2 separate regions of the Macaca mulatta genome follow, and region 1 is linked to region 2. The links are chromatin contacts, called in public Hi-C maps. All regions are on one chromosome and are shown on one strand. The core of a region is the stretch at or near the end of the contact, and the rest is flanking DNA. Distances in the headings are between cores, read along the strand shown.

Evidence for each region. A called contact is a pair of places that touch in the nucleus more often than the background predicts.
Region 1: a Hi-C map of fetal cortical plate shows a contact between it and region 2, with 3 times the contacts expected there. The contact joins the promoter of PWWP2A here to the promoter of TTC1 in region 2. A contact is called at or near these places in 2 of 14 Hi-C or Micro-C datasets (blood and fetal cortical plate).

Annotation. Positions count from the first base shown.
Region 1 is chr6:168,980,247-168,986,423 of T2T-MMU8v2.0, forward strand. PWWP2A (PWWP domain containing 2A) reads right to left here and starts at 4,320. Exons shown (of 5, transcript XR_013394980.1): 1 at 3,700-4,320.
Region 2 is chr6:168,866,236-168,872,763 of T2T-MMU8v2.0, forward strand. It overlaps TTC1 (tetratricopeptide repeat domain 1), which reads left to right and starts at 3,296. Exons shown (of 7, transcript NM_001266114.1): 1 at 3,296-3,654. The coding sequence starts at 3,325.

The DNA of each region.
Region 1 (6,177 bases), core at 3,070-5,569, 120 kb after region 2:
GCGAGATTCTGTCAAAAAAAAAAAAAAAGAGCACAAACTCAGTAGCCCTGGGTTCCAGCCTAGTCTCTGAAACAGACTGGCAGTCATGTCTCTATGCTGGATCTCAAGGTTTCGTTTGGATGAAAATATAGCTGGCTGGCTGCAATGGCTCATGCCTGTAATCCCAGCATTTTGGGAGGTCAAAATCAGAGGATCGCTTGAGCCCAGGAGCACGAGACCAGTCTGAGCAACATAGTAAGACCCCCATCTCTACAAAAGATACAAAAATGGGCTAGGCATGGTGGCTCATGACTGTAATCCCAGCACTTTGAGATGCCGAGGTGGGCAGATAACCTGAGGTCAAGAGTTAGAGACTAGCCTGGCCAACATGGTGAAACCCCTGTCTCTACTAAAAATATAAAAATTAGTCGGGCGTGGTGGCGGGTGCCTGTAATCCCAGCTACTCGCGAGGATGAGGCAGGAGAATCGCTTGAACCCAGGAGGTGGAGGTTGCACTGAGCTGAGATCACACCACTTCACTCCAGCCTGGGTGACAGAGTGAGACTCCGTCTCAAAAAAAGGGAAAAAAAAAGTTAGCCAGGCGTGGTGGTGTGCACTTGTAGTCCCAGCTATTTGGGAAGCTAAGGTGGAAGAATGCAGTGAGCTATGATCCTAGCACTGCACTCCAGCCTGAGCAACACAGCGAGACCCTACACTTCAAAACAAAACAAAACAAAACAAACAAACAAAAAAAACAATCTCCTGGATCCATCAGTAAACCTCAAAATTGCACATGAAAGTGTGCAATCAATATTAGTGCAAATTACAAAATATACTGGCTGGTCCGTTTTCCCGGATGAAACTATAAAAAAAAGGAAATTCAACTAGTCAATCATTAGTCCAATAAGAATTCCTTGAATTGCTATATTTTAGAGTCACTGTGTTTTATTTCCTCAACATTTCCACAATTATTTTTTTAAGACAGGGTCTCGTTCTGTCACCCAGACTGGACTGCAGTGGCATGATCTTAGCTCACTGTAACCTCCACCTCCGGGGCTCAAGAGATCCTCCCACCTTAGCCTCCCAAGTAGCTGGCACCACAGGCACAAGCCACCATGCCCAGCTAAGTTTTATATTTTTTTTTTTGGTAGAGGTAGGGTTTTACCATGTTGCCCAGGTTCCTCTGGAACTCCTGCACTCAAGTGATCTGCCTGCCTTGGCCTCCCAAAGCACTGGGCGCCTATAATCCCAGCTACTCAGGAGGCTGAGGCAGGAGAATTGCTTCAGCCCTGGAGGCAGAGGTTGCAGTGAGCCGAGATCGCACCTCTGTACTCCAGCCTGTGTGACAGAGCAAGACTCCGTCTTCGAAAAAATAAATAAATAAATAATAATAATAATAGGATCCTTTCACTTCAGAATATTCAAATGGAAAAGGTTCATATTAGGAATAGCTCCTCCAATAAAAGAAATTGCTGTTTCTAGGCACTGATAGCAAGAGACCAAAACTCAATTGCAATTCTCTACCAAAGAAAATTTTTTAAAAATAAAGCACTAACACAATGAGCACTTATCCATTCCATTTCCAAAATCAACTTACCTTCTGCACCTTCCTTTTGCAGATTTGAAATCCAGATTCTCACACAATCACTGGCCATCTCTTCTGTTTCATTCAACAGCATACACACCACTGAGTGTCTCTCACTATTAAATACATTAACAGAGTCCGGGCGAGGTGGTTCATGCCTGTAATCCCAGCACTTTGGGAGGCCAAGGTGGGTGGATCACCTGAGGTCAGGAGTTTGAGACCAGCCTGACCAACATGGTTAACCCCATCTGTACTAAAAATACAAAATTAGCCCCCAGTTACTTGGGAGGCTGAGGCAGGAGAATCGCTTGAATCAAGGAGGTGGAGGTTACAGTGAGCTGAGCTGAGATCACACCACTGCACTCCAGCCTGGGCAACAACAGCAAAACTCCGTCTCAAAAAAAAAATAAGTAAATAAATAAAATACATCAATAGAAAGTACACTCACCTTATTCTGCTTTCTAATTATGAAAACAGAAGTGCAGGCCGGGCGCAGTGGCTCATGCCTGTAATTTCAGCACTTTGGAAGGTCGAGGCAGGAGGATCGCTTGAGCCCAGGAGTCTGAGACCAGCCTGGGCAGCACAGCAAGACCCCGTCTCTATTAAATAAGTAAACAAACAAACATAAACAGAAGTGCAAATGCCCTAATCCAAAATTATTTTTAAAAAAGATACTTGAGGCCTGGCATGATGGCACATGCCTGTAATCCCAGCCCTTTGGGAGGCTGAGACGGGTGGATAACCTGAGGTCAGGATTTCAAGACCAGTCTGGCCAACATGGTGAAAACCTGTCTCTCCTTAAAAAGTACAAAAATTAAACCAGCATGGTGGCGCGCACCTGGAGTCCCAGCTACTTGGGAGGCTGAGGCTGGAGTCTCAGCTACTTGGGAGGCTGAGGCTGGAGAATCGCTTGAACCCAGGAGGCAGAGGTTGCAGTGCGACGATATGGCACCACTGCACTCCAGCCTGGGGGACAGAGTAAGACTCCGTCTCAAAAAAAAAAAAAAAGATATTTGAGATTAAATAATACAGAGTAACTGCTCTCATCTTCCCGCCGCAAACACCATACTTTAATATGAAATTTTAAATGGCTTTTTTCCCCAAATGGGAAAGAAGGATTCCTGTGTCTTGATGGGAAAGCAAGCAGTTTAAGAGTAAAACATACTAATAAGCCATGGCAAACAGGTGAGATACCATCAGAGTGTGCGCTATTGTAGGAAACAGAATGGAAAGGCGTGAATGGGAGTCTCTGCACTTCATATCTGCAAAAGAAGAGAATAAAAAGGTTAACTCCAGATTTAGAACAGGTTTATTCCCCTGTTTAAAGCAGAGCCCAAAAACATTTTAAATCAAAAAATGAAAATGTGCTGGTTAAGCCAAATTTGTAGATGAACTCAACCTTCTTGTCCTTAGTATATAAACGGTATCCCAGGTGTTAGAAGTTATTTGAACATTTTTATGCTACACCACCTTGACATTAAAGGATTTTTTGAAATCTCCAATCTCTTCTTTAAACTTTTCTTAAAACTATCATTAAAATTAGTAAAATATGCTTCTCTATTGAATGGTTAACCTAACGGGAATGACTTCTAACCGTAAGAATCACAGTTAAAAGGTTCATTTTAACAAATGCTCTTCCCCCTGTAAGGAGTGACAGGTAACCTTTTGGGATCCCCAATGTACACACCCCTTTCTCCAGCCCTGCTAAAGTTAAACGTTGATTTGAGGACAGACAAGTGCCTCCTCGCAAGGATTGCCTCCCTCCCCCTGTCCAACACGCCGTTCTCTGCAATAATCCATCTGCATCTTGCATTAACCCACCCGCCCAGTGCCGGTGAGTCCAGGCCAAGTCGCAGAAGGCCAGGAGTGAGGGGTGAGACCTGTGAGCCCATCTGCACCCGCGCCCTCCCACCTGGTGGCACACCTGCCCCGCAGGCGCCCACCTGGAGCCGGGACCGCCCTCTCCCGGTCTCGCGCGCCTGCCCCACTCGGAGCGCGCGCCACGCGCCGCGCAGGACCAGAGGGCGGGGCCCCGGGCAGCAGGGAAGCGAGGGCTCGGGGAGAGGGGGCCCCCCGGGCTCACTCCCTCCCTGGGGACCCAGCGGACCGGAGCGTGCTGGGGGCGGGAGCGGTACCTTTTGGACAGATCCATGAGGACCCCGGAGAAGAGCTTCTCCCCGAGGCGGAACGACACGACGAGCGCGTCCTCAATGATGTGGTCCAGCGTGACCCGCACCTCCGAGCCCGGGATCAGTTGCGACACCGTGGAAACCCCGCCCGCCGGCGGCACGAGCGCCAGGGCTACGGGCTGAGGCAGCGGCGGCTCCTCGCGCTCCTCGGGTGCCGGGGGCTGCTCCGGTGGCGATGCTGGAGAAGGTGGAAGTTCGGGCCCTCCCTGAGGCGCGGCTGCAGCCGACTCCGCCACCCGAACGGACAGTTTCTCCTCAGCCTCCAGCTCCGGCCCCGCCGCCTCTGGGCTGCGGGCGAGCTCCCCCGGCGGCGGCGGTGGCGGCGGGAGCGGCGGTTCGTCGGCCTGAGGAGCGGACTGCTGCCCGTCGGTCTCGCCATCCGGCACAGACGCTTCAGTGGCCGTGACCGGGAGGGGGTCAGTGCCGGCCTCACTGCCGGGGATGGGCTCCATCTCCGGCTCGGCCTCGCCGGCGCCCCCCTCCCCGGGGGACGCTGCAGTCGCTGCCGCCTCTGCAGCCACGGCCGCCATTTTCTTCCTGGCTTCTCCCTCCTCCAACTCCGGCTGCAGCGGCGGCGGCGGCGGCAGCGCTGCTTGGTTCCCTGGGCCTTCCCCTCCCTCCCGCGAACACTTTCGTCCCGCCCTTTCCCTGATGCTCGTTTTTGGCACCTCGCCATTGGTTCCATTCTACACCCCTCCCGCACTTGTGATATTCCATTGGCCAGGGGTGGACGTCTATCATCTAGTCAGTCCATCCTTCCCACGCAGAGTAGGAACTTCTCATTGGCCAGATGTGTTGTCAAGTGTGGAATCTGAGTGGAGGAATAGGGGGCGTAATCCAAGGGGGCGGGGGAAGTCACAAAAGAGGAGCCATATACTCATCCCCTCTTGCTATTGGCTGGAAGAGGAAATAAAGTTTTATGGTTGGCTTACGCTCCTGCCCATTATCAGTCAGGTCTTCGGAGGTGGGAGAAAGGAGGGAATCATGTGGCGTGCTATTTCTTTCAAAGGCGCCGAGGGGAGGAGTAACTAGGGAATGTGGGAGGGGAACCGCTTCCCAAGAATCTCTGCGCAGAGATCCTTAGAATAAATGTTATTTCTAGGCGCGGACTTCTTGCGACCGCGTGTGGGCACGACAGGCTTCTCTGGGAAAGACAACTAAAGTTTGAAATATAATCCTACCGACACTTTTTGAGTGCCTACTATGCTAGTCACTGCACTAGGTGCTGGGGAATAGAATATTCAAGACGTTCTCCATAACCTCATGGCAGCTGGCTCACGGCAGCCACTCCAGCTGCCATAAGGAGTACGAGGAGTGTTTTCATTGACTTCTAGGAGTACGATGAGTATTTTCCTTGACTTCTCTCCACTTCCTAGGAACAAAGCACCTACTTACTAACATTTCAAAAATAGGAAAATGCTCATGAAAGAGGAGAGACACCATCCTCACTGGATTAAACTGATGACTGTTCCAGAAAAGAGTCTTGAGACATTGCTGGACTGATATGTGAACACTGCTTGTTCTCTCCAAATACACTGCAAAGTGGACGCACCTGATCCCTGCAAAAGCCTTTATGTTTCCTGGCTTCTCCAATGCCAAGAGAAGAAGCTCTCTCACTTCAGTGTCCTAACGCCCCTACTTCTCTTACTCTCACGTCAAGTCTCTTCGTTTGTTATCTCTGGAAGAATCTACTGAACCTATTTCTCTCAAATGGCACCTCAGAGTCAGCCTTTTTTCTGGGAGAATGCCTACAGGAGAGAGGGAAGAAAAGCTGCTAGCATTGAGAGTAAAAAAAATAAAGTCCTGAAGAATAATTACAGCTAGTGTCTTTTAAGTACCATGTACCAGGCACTAATACAAACACTATAGCATATCATCTCAATCCTTAAAATTTCGAGGCACAAAGAGGGTGCCCAAGGTTACTCGGCTGGTAAAATGCATAGTCAGAATTTCGGTTTTACACGGAAAAGACTGAAAATAGCAATAAACAAATATCACCATATGCTCTGCCTATTTCAAACCAAGTGGCTCTTGGGGAAAGGCCAGTAGAAGATCCCAATCAGGGAAGTTTCAGAATATCATTTAAAAATACACACACACAAAAAAATGTATTTAGTGTTCATTTTGTACCAGAGATTTTCCCAAAAGCTCTCACTTAAAATCCTGTGACTTAAATCTTCTCCTGCTTTTACAGATGAGGAAGCCAAGCCTTAGCCATGTTAAACATCCTAAGCAGGCCAAGCGCAGTGGCTCAAGCCTGTAATCCCAGCACTTTGGGAGGCCGAGGCAGGTGGATCACCTGAGGTCGGGAGTTTGAGACCAACCTGACCAACACGGTGAAACCGCATCTCTACTAAAAATACAAAATTAGCTGAGCGTGGTGGCGCATGCCTGTAATTCTGGCTACTTGGGAGGCTGAGGCAA
Region 2 (6,528 bases), core at 2,046-4,545:
AATTAACAGGGCCTCTAACCATTTGTTTTTGTTTTTGTTTTTGTTTTTTTAATATAGACAGAGTCTCCCTCTGTCCATATTTTTTTTTTAATATAGACAGAGGGAGACTTCAGGCCGAAGTGCAGTGTCGTGATCACAGCTCACTGCAGCCTCTGACTCCTAGGTTCAAGGATCCTCCCACCTCAGCCTCCTGAGCAGCTGATACTACAGATATGCGCCACTGTGCCCAGCTAATTTGTACACACATACACACACATACACACACATATGTATACATAGAGATGGGTTTTTGCCATGTTGCTCAGGCTGGTCTCGAACTCCTGGCCTCAAGAGATCCTCCCATGTCCACCTTCCAAAGTGCTGGGATTACAGGCATGAGCCACCACACTCAGCCTCCATTTATACTTTTTAGATTCTGGGTGTATTTTTTAAAATTCAGAAATATTAAAACCAAAAATATGATATATTTTTTATGTTTTCTTTTAATATATAAAGCTTTCAACTTACAAAAAATATAACTGTATGCATAACCTCATTTACATGGAAATTCAAAAACCAAGTTTCATACTCTCTGAAAAAGTCTCTTCCAGCTATCTATCTCTGCAATAGGTTCTGTGAATTACAGAAAACGAATTAATCTGCTGTCATTGCTGGTTACCTGTCTGGCTACCTTGAGGATGGGTACTATATTTCAATTCTGTGATCCCAGCACAATGCCCAGTGTCTAATAAACATTCAATGAACATTTCTCGAATTAATGTATAAGACAACCACTTTTGGTCTCAGGGTTCCCTTACAGTCTTAAATATTATTGGCCGGGTGCGGTGGCTCAAGCCTATAATCCCAGCACTTTGGGAGGCCGAGACGGGTGGATCACGAGGTCTGGAGATCGAGACCATCCTGGCTAACACAGTGAAACCCCGTCTTTACTAAAAAAAGTACAAAAAACTAGCCGGGCGAGGAGACGGGCGCCTGTAGTCCCAGCTACTCGGGAGGCTGAGGCAGGAGAATGGCGTGAACCCGGGAGGCGGAGCTTGCAGTGAGCTGAGATCCGGCCACTGCACTCCAGCCTGGGCGACAGAGCGAGACTCCGTCTCAAAAAATGTATATATATATATATATATATATATATATATATATATATATAAAATTGAGGTTAGTCGGAGTGCAGTGGTGTTTACAACTAACTGATCACAACCAATTACAGATCTTTTTGTTTCCTCTCTACTCCCACTGTCTGACTTGGCTAGCCCTTAAAAAATAAAATATAAAAAAGGGCCGGGCGCGGTGGCTCACGCCTATAATCCCAGCACTCTGGGAGGCCGAGAGGGAGGATCGTTTGAGCCCAAGAGTTCAAGACCAGCCCGAGCAACATAGTGAAACTCCGTCTCTACTAAAAATACAAAAAATTAGCTGGGCGTGGTGGCGCGCACCTGTGGTCCCCGTTACTCGGAAGGCTGAGGCAAGAGAATCGCTTGAGCACAGGAGGTTGACGCTGCAGTGAGTGGAGGCTGTGATTGCACCACTGCACTCCAGCATGGGCGACAGACTGACACTCTGTCTCAAAAATAAATTTAATTAATTAATTAATTAATAGTGAAACGAACACCACAGAGACATACTTCCTTTTGTCCTTTTTTCTCTTCTGCAGAGTAACGCGAAGTCTTGCCGTAACCCAAGATGGCAACCATCTCTCAAATGTCACTCCGTACAATGACGTCACACAGCGACCATGCCTTTCCTCCCTGAGAGTTTCGCTACATTTCCCAAGATGCTTTGCCGATAGCGACGCTATTAGTCGTCATCGACGGAAGCGCACCTGACTGAGCGGAAGTAGAAGATCTCTGAGGCTAAGAAGGTGGAGACTGGAGAAGCTGTGAGGTTGTAAGTAACCCCGTGGGTCTAAGCGTCTTGGCTGTGAGGAACGAAGCTAGGGAATAATCTGCTGGAAGCGCGAGGCGTCGCTTCCCTAACCCTAGGAGCTCAGACTCCTGTGTTCTTCCAGTAGACCTGGGAGCGAAGAGAAATAAGACATTGCTGTGGAGGCGAAGTCTCCGTATTAAGGTCTTGCTGGTTTTTAAGTTTTCTTGGAACATACTAGGGCGAATTCAGACTCTTGTCGTGACACAAGGGTCGTTGGCGTGATTTTGCTGCGACTAGAGCAATTTACATTTTTGCAAATCTCTAGCAAATTTTTGCAAATATCTGGGCTGCTGATGCTCTGACTCAGCTTCTACAGCAGTGGTTCGCAATTGGCTGCACGTCAGAATCACCTGGGATGAAAAAAAAAACAACTCTGATGCCCTTGCTTGACGCCACACTAATAAATCAGAGTTTGGTTAGGGTCTGAGCAGTGGTATTTTCTAAATCTCTAGTGTTCTGTTGGGCAGCTAGGGTTCAGAGTCACCCTTTCTGATGCCTGACTCTGACCCCCACGGTGATTCTGATTCGAGTCACCTGCGCGAAGGTTCCCTTTCCACTGTAAGCTGCGTGGGCTCTACTACACGCATTTGGGTTAAAGTGATCACAGTTTTGGCACGGATTTTATTTTGAGGTACACTAGAAACGTATTCTTGGGTTTCCTGTGGTGGTGCTAAAAAGACGGACCATAGTTTCTTACTCGTGTCTTGGTTATTCATTCTGAATGAAAATTAGGGCTGCTTCCTTTTTCTTGTCACTGTTTTAGTTTCTGCCTAATTTTTGCTATATAAACAGAACGCGAACGGTGGAACGTGGAAGAGTCACATTAAAAACGGCTTCTTTTGTTGCTTATTAGAAGTTCTGGGCCGGGCGCGGTGGCTCACGCCTGTAATCCCAACACTTTGGGAGGCCGAGGCGGATGGATCACGAGGTCAGGGGTTCCAGACCAGCCTGGCCAAGATGGTGAAACCCCGTCTCTACTAAAACTACAAAAATTAGCCGGTGGCGCGGTGGCAGGCGCCTGTAATCCCAGCTACTCGGGAGGCTGAGGCAGGAGAATCGCTTGAACCCGGACGCAGTGGTTGCAGTGAGCTGAGATCGTGCCACTGCATTCCAGCCTGGGTGACAGAGTGAGACTGCGTCTCAAAAAAAAAAAAAGTCTAGTACCAGATTTGATCAGGAAAGGGGTCTCAGTTAAAATGACATTTGACATTATTTTTACTTATAATCTATATTTTTAAATAATGAATTCCAGTGAAAGGAAGTTACGGTGTGTTTTTTGGCTGTAATGCAGAGGTTTGTTTAGGTTTAAAACAGAACTTTTAAAAATATAAGCACCATTACATAGCAGTTGTTTTGTTTTGTTTACCCCCAGCTTTAGCGTCACCTCCCTCACTGGACAGCATGGGGGAGAAGTCAGAGAACTGTAGGGTTCCAGAGGATCTGTTCAATGGTTTGAAGGTTACAGATACTCAGGAAGCCGAGTGTGCTGGCCTTCCAGTTCCTGATCCCAAAAGTCAGCATTCCCAGAGTAAGCTGCTCAGGGATGATGAGGCGCATCTCCAGGAGGACCAGGGAGAAGAGGAGTGTTTTCATGATTGCAGTGCCTCATTTGAGGAGGAGCCAGGAGCGGACAAGATAGAGAACAAATCTAATGAAGATGTGAATTCCTCTGAACTAGATGAAGAATACCTAATAGAACTGGAAAAAAACATGTCGGATGAAGAGAAACAGGTAATTATTTTATTTACTGTGCAAGAGCTGCCACTTACACTGCATTTTAAAATGTGATCGATACTGTATCGTAGACCACCTCATCTCTGGTAAAGAATAACTTGCCCTTTTGTCTTTTTATGGCTTTAGTAGTGTAGGATCTGAGATAAACCGGTGGCATGACAGGGAAACACTGAGTGTGTCTGCTTAGCAAAGAAATTTTCATTATTTTCTGTGAACCTTGAGTTATGTTCATCTTGTACTTCAGGAGTCTGTAACATAACAGTCTTTTTGTTTATTTTCAAAATGTATATATACTTTTTAGTTTTCTGTTATAACCTTTTCTGTGGTTGGCTGCTGAAATTTCTGTAATGAACATTTTTATGTTTATGCTACATTTATGTTTATGAACATTTCCTGTTTATGCTAATCCCTTGTTAGCAAAATATTACTGCCTGAATATCTTGGTGGAGTTTTGGTTGCGGAGGTCTTAAGGAACAGAATTGTGTATGATTATAGCTAGCTATCGTTTGTTGAATGCCTACAATGTGCCATCCACTGACTTAAAATGTTACTTGTGCTTTCATTAATCCTCACAACATGCCTATGAAATATGTACTGTTATTTCCCCTAAGGAAACAACTTGGAGTGGTGAAGTAATTAGCTGAAGATCAAATGCCTAATGAATTGCAAAACTGATTCTCAAATCAAATCTGTTTGATTCCAAAGCCAGAGTCTAATGTAGAATGTAATAACAAAATATCTGTCTTCCTACAAAACAGATAGACTAATAAAATGTACAATCTCCTGTTTCTTTGCTCTGGGGCCACACCCTTAACTGAGCAAGCCTTCACTTTTGGAGACTGAAGTCCTGCTGTCCTACCTCCTTCTGATTGCACAAGCAAGGTAGTCTCTGAAGAGTTACTGTAATAGCTTCAGTTTGTCTACAAAGAACTTGAATGAGATTGTAGTTTATGCCACTAACGAGCTCACTCACTGAACAGGTTGTGATACATTGGTAATGAGTTGAGAGAATTAATGCGCAGCCTAAGCCTAACAGTGGGGGGGGGGGGAAGGTAGCCTGGGGTGGGAAGGAGCATCTTCTCTTTCGCTGTCTCCTTAGACACCTTTCATTATCAAATCAGTTAGCTTTCATGTGAACGTGTTCGCTTTTGTGCTAGTGTGCGCCACCAGAACAGGAGGAAAAAGGGGCAAAACTGAGCCAAGTTCATAAACTATCAAGCAAATACAGCTCAAAAAAATTAAGTACTGCTCCATAACAGTATAGCAGGTTTCAGGCTTTTTAGAAACACTGATTATACATCTACGTTAAAAAGATAGCAGTGCTTTTCTGTTACCTTAATATATTTTGCCCTAAAATTATATTAATTTTCTAGTGCCCTCTGGATTTGACAGTTGAATGGCTTGGCTCAAGGTGTCACAAAGTCTGATCCCCACCTCTAATTTAGTAAAGCCTGTTTTGTGTCTCCTAGGCCAGAAAATCATACTTTCAGTTCCATAAATACTTTTGGGATTTTTTTTTTTTTTTTTTTTTTTTTTTTTAAGACAGGATCTCGCTGTGTCATCCAGGCTGGAGTGCAGTGATGTGATCACGGCTCACTGCAGTTTCAACCTCCTGGGCTCAAGTGGATCCTCCCACCTCAGCCTCCTGAGTAGCTGGGACAACAGGCATGCACCACCCTACCCGGCTAATTTTTATGGGTGTTTTGATAGAGGCGGTGTCTCACCGCGTTGCCCAGGCTGGTCTCCAACTGCTGGGCTCAAGCTATCATCCCATTTTGGCCTCCCAAAGTGCTGGGATTACAGGCGTGAACCACCACACCTAGCCAGGATAATTATTTTTATTGCCTGTAAGTCATATTCTAAGTAGAACAATACTTTCTTTCACTTTTTTCGCTCCTTTTAAAAATTGAGATATAATTTAGTGAAACAGTAGATCAGTTCTCATGTGTAGAATGCAATGAGTTTGACAGTTGTATTCACCTGCGTAACTCACATTTCTATCAAGATAGAGAACATTTCCATCATGTCAGAAACTCCATTTGTGTGCTGTATCAGTCATTCCTTTCCCAACCACACCAGTCTCTGGTTAACCACTCTTCTGATTCCTGTCTCATAGGTGGTTTTTTTCCTGTTCCAGACTTTCGTATAAATATAATCAGACAGTAGTATTCATGTTTAAAACATAAATATTTTCTATTTATATATCAGTGTTTTTATAGCTAATTTGAAAATTTGTAAGAATATCTCGTAACAGTAACATACAGCAGTACTAGTCCTGTTATTTAGAGAAATGTAAGCCACTAACTCTACTTTAAGGAAATAACCTATGAGAGTACAGATTGCCTTCAGCTAACTGTGGTACTAATCTATTAGCTGTTTCTACGCTATTTTGATAAATATCTTTCCGAAATTTTCAAGAAGCCAGCAAAACAGATGAAGAAATGTCTTCTGCATATATGGTTTGGCTTTAATAGCTCATCAGGGACAGGATAGTATTATATTTGAATCTTTTAAAATAGATAAAGTTCAGATAGTTCAACAATGATTTAAAAAAACATAAATGGCCAAAAAATGTGAAAAGACTTTCAGCCTCATTAATAATAATAAAAAATACAAACTAAAACATTATGTCTCATCTATCAGATCAGAACATTGATCTGATGTTGACAAGAAGAGGATGCTGGAACTCATATACTCATGTTGGGAATGTAAATTGTTATATCACTTCGTGGGACACATACCAAATTTTTATGTGAAAATTTCTTTAGGTAGGGCTATCAATAGACTCTTCTACAATGATAGGAATGTTCTACATCCTGCACCATGCAATATGGTAGCTGCTGACTACATCAGGCTGTTGAGCACTATTAC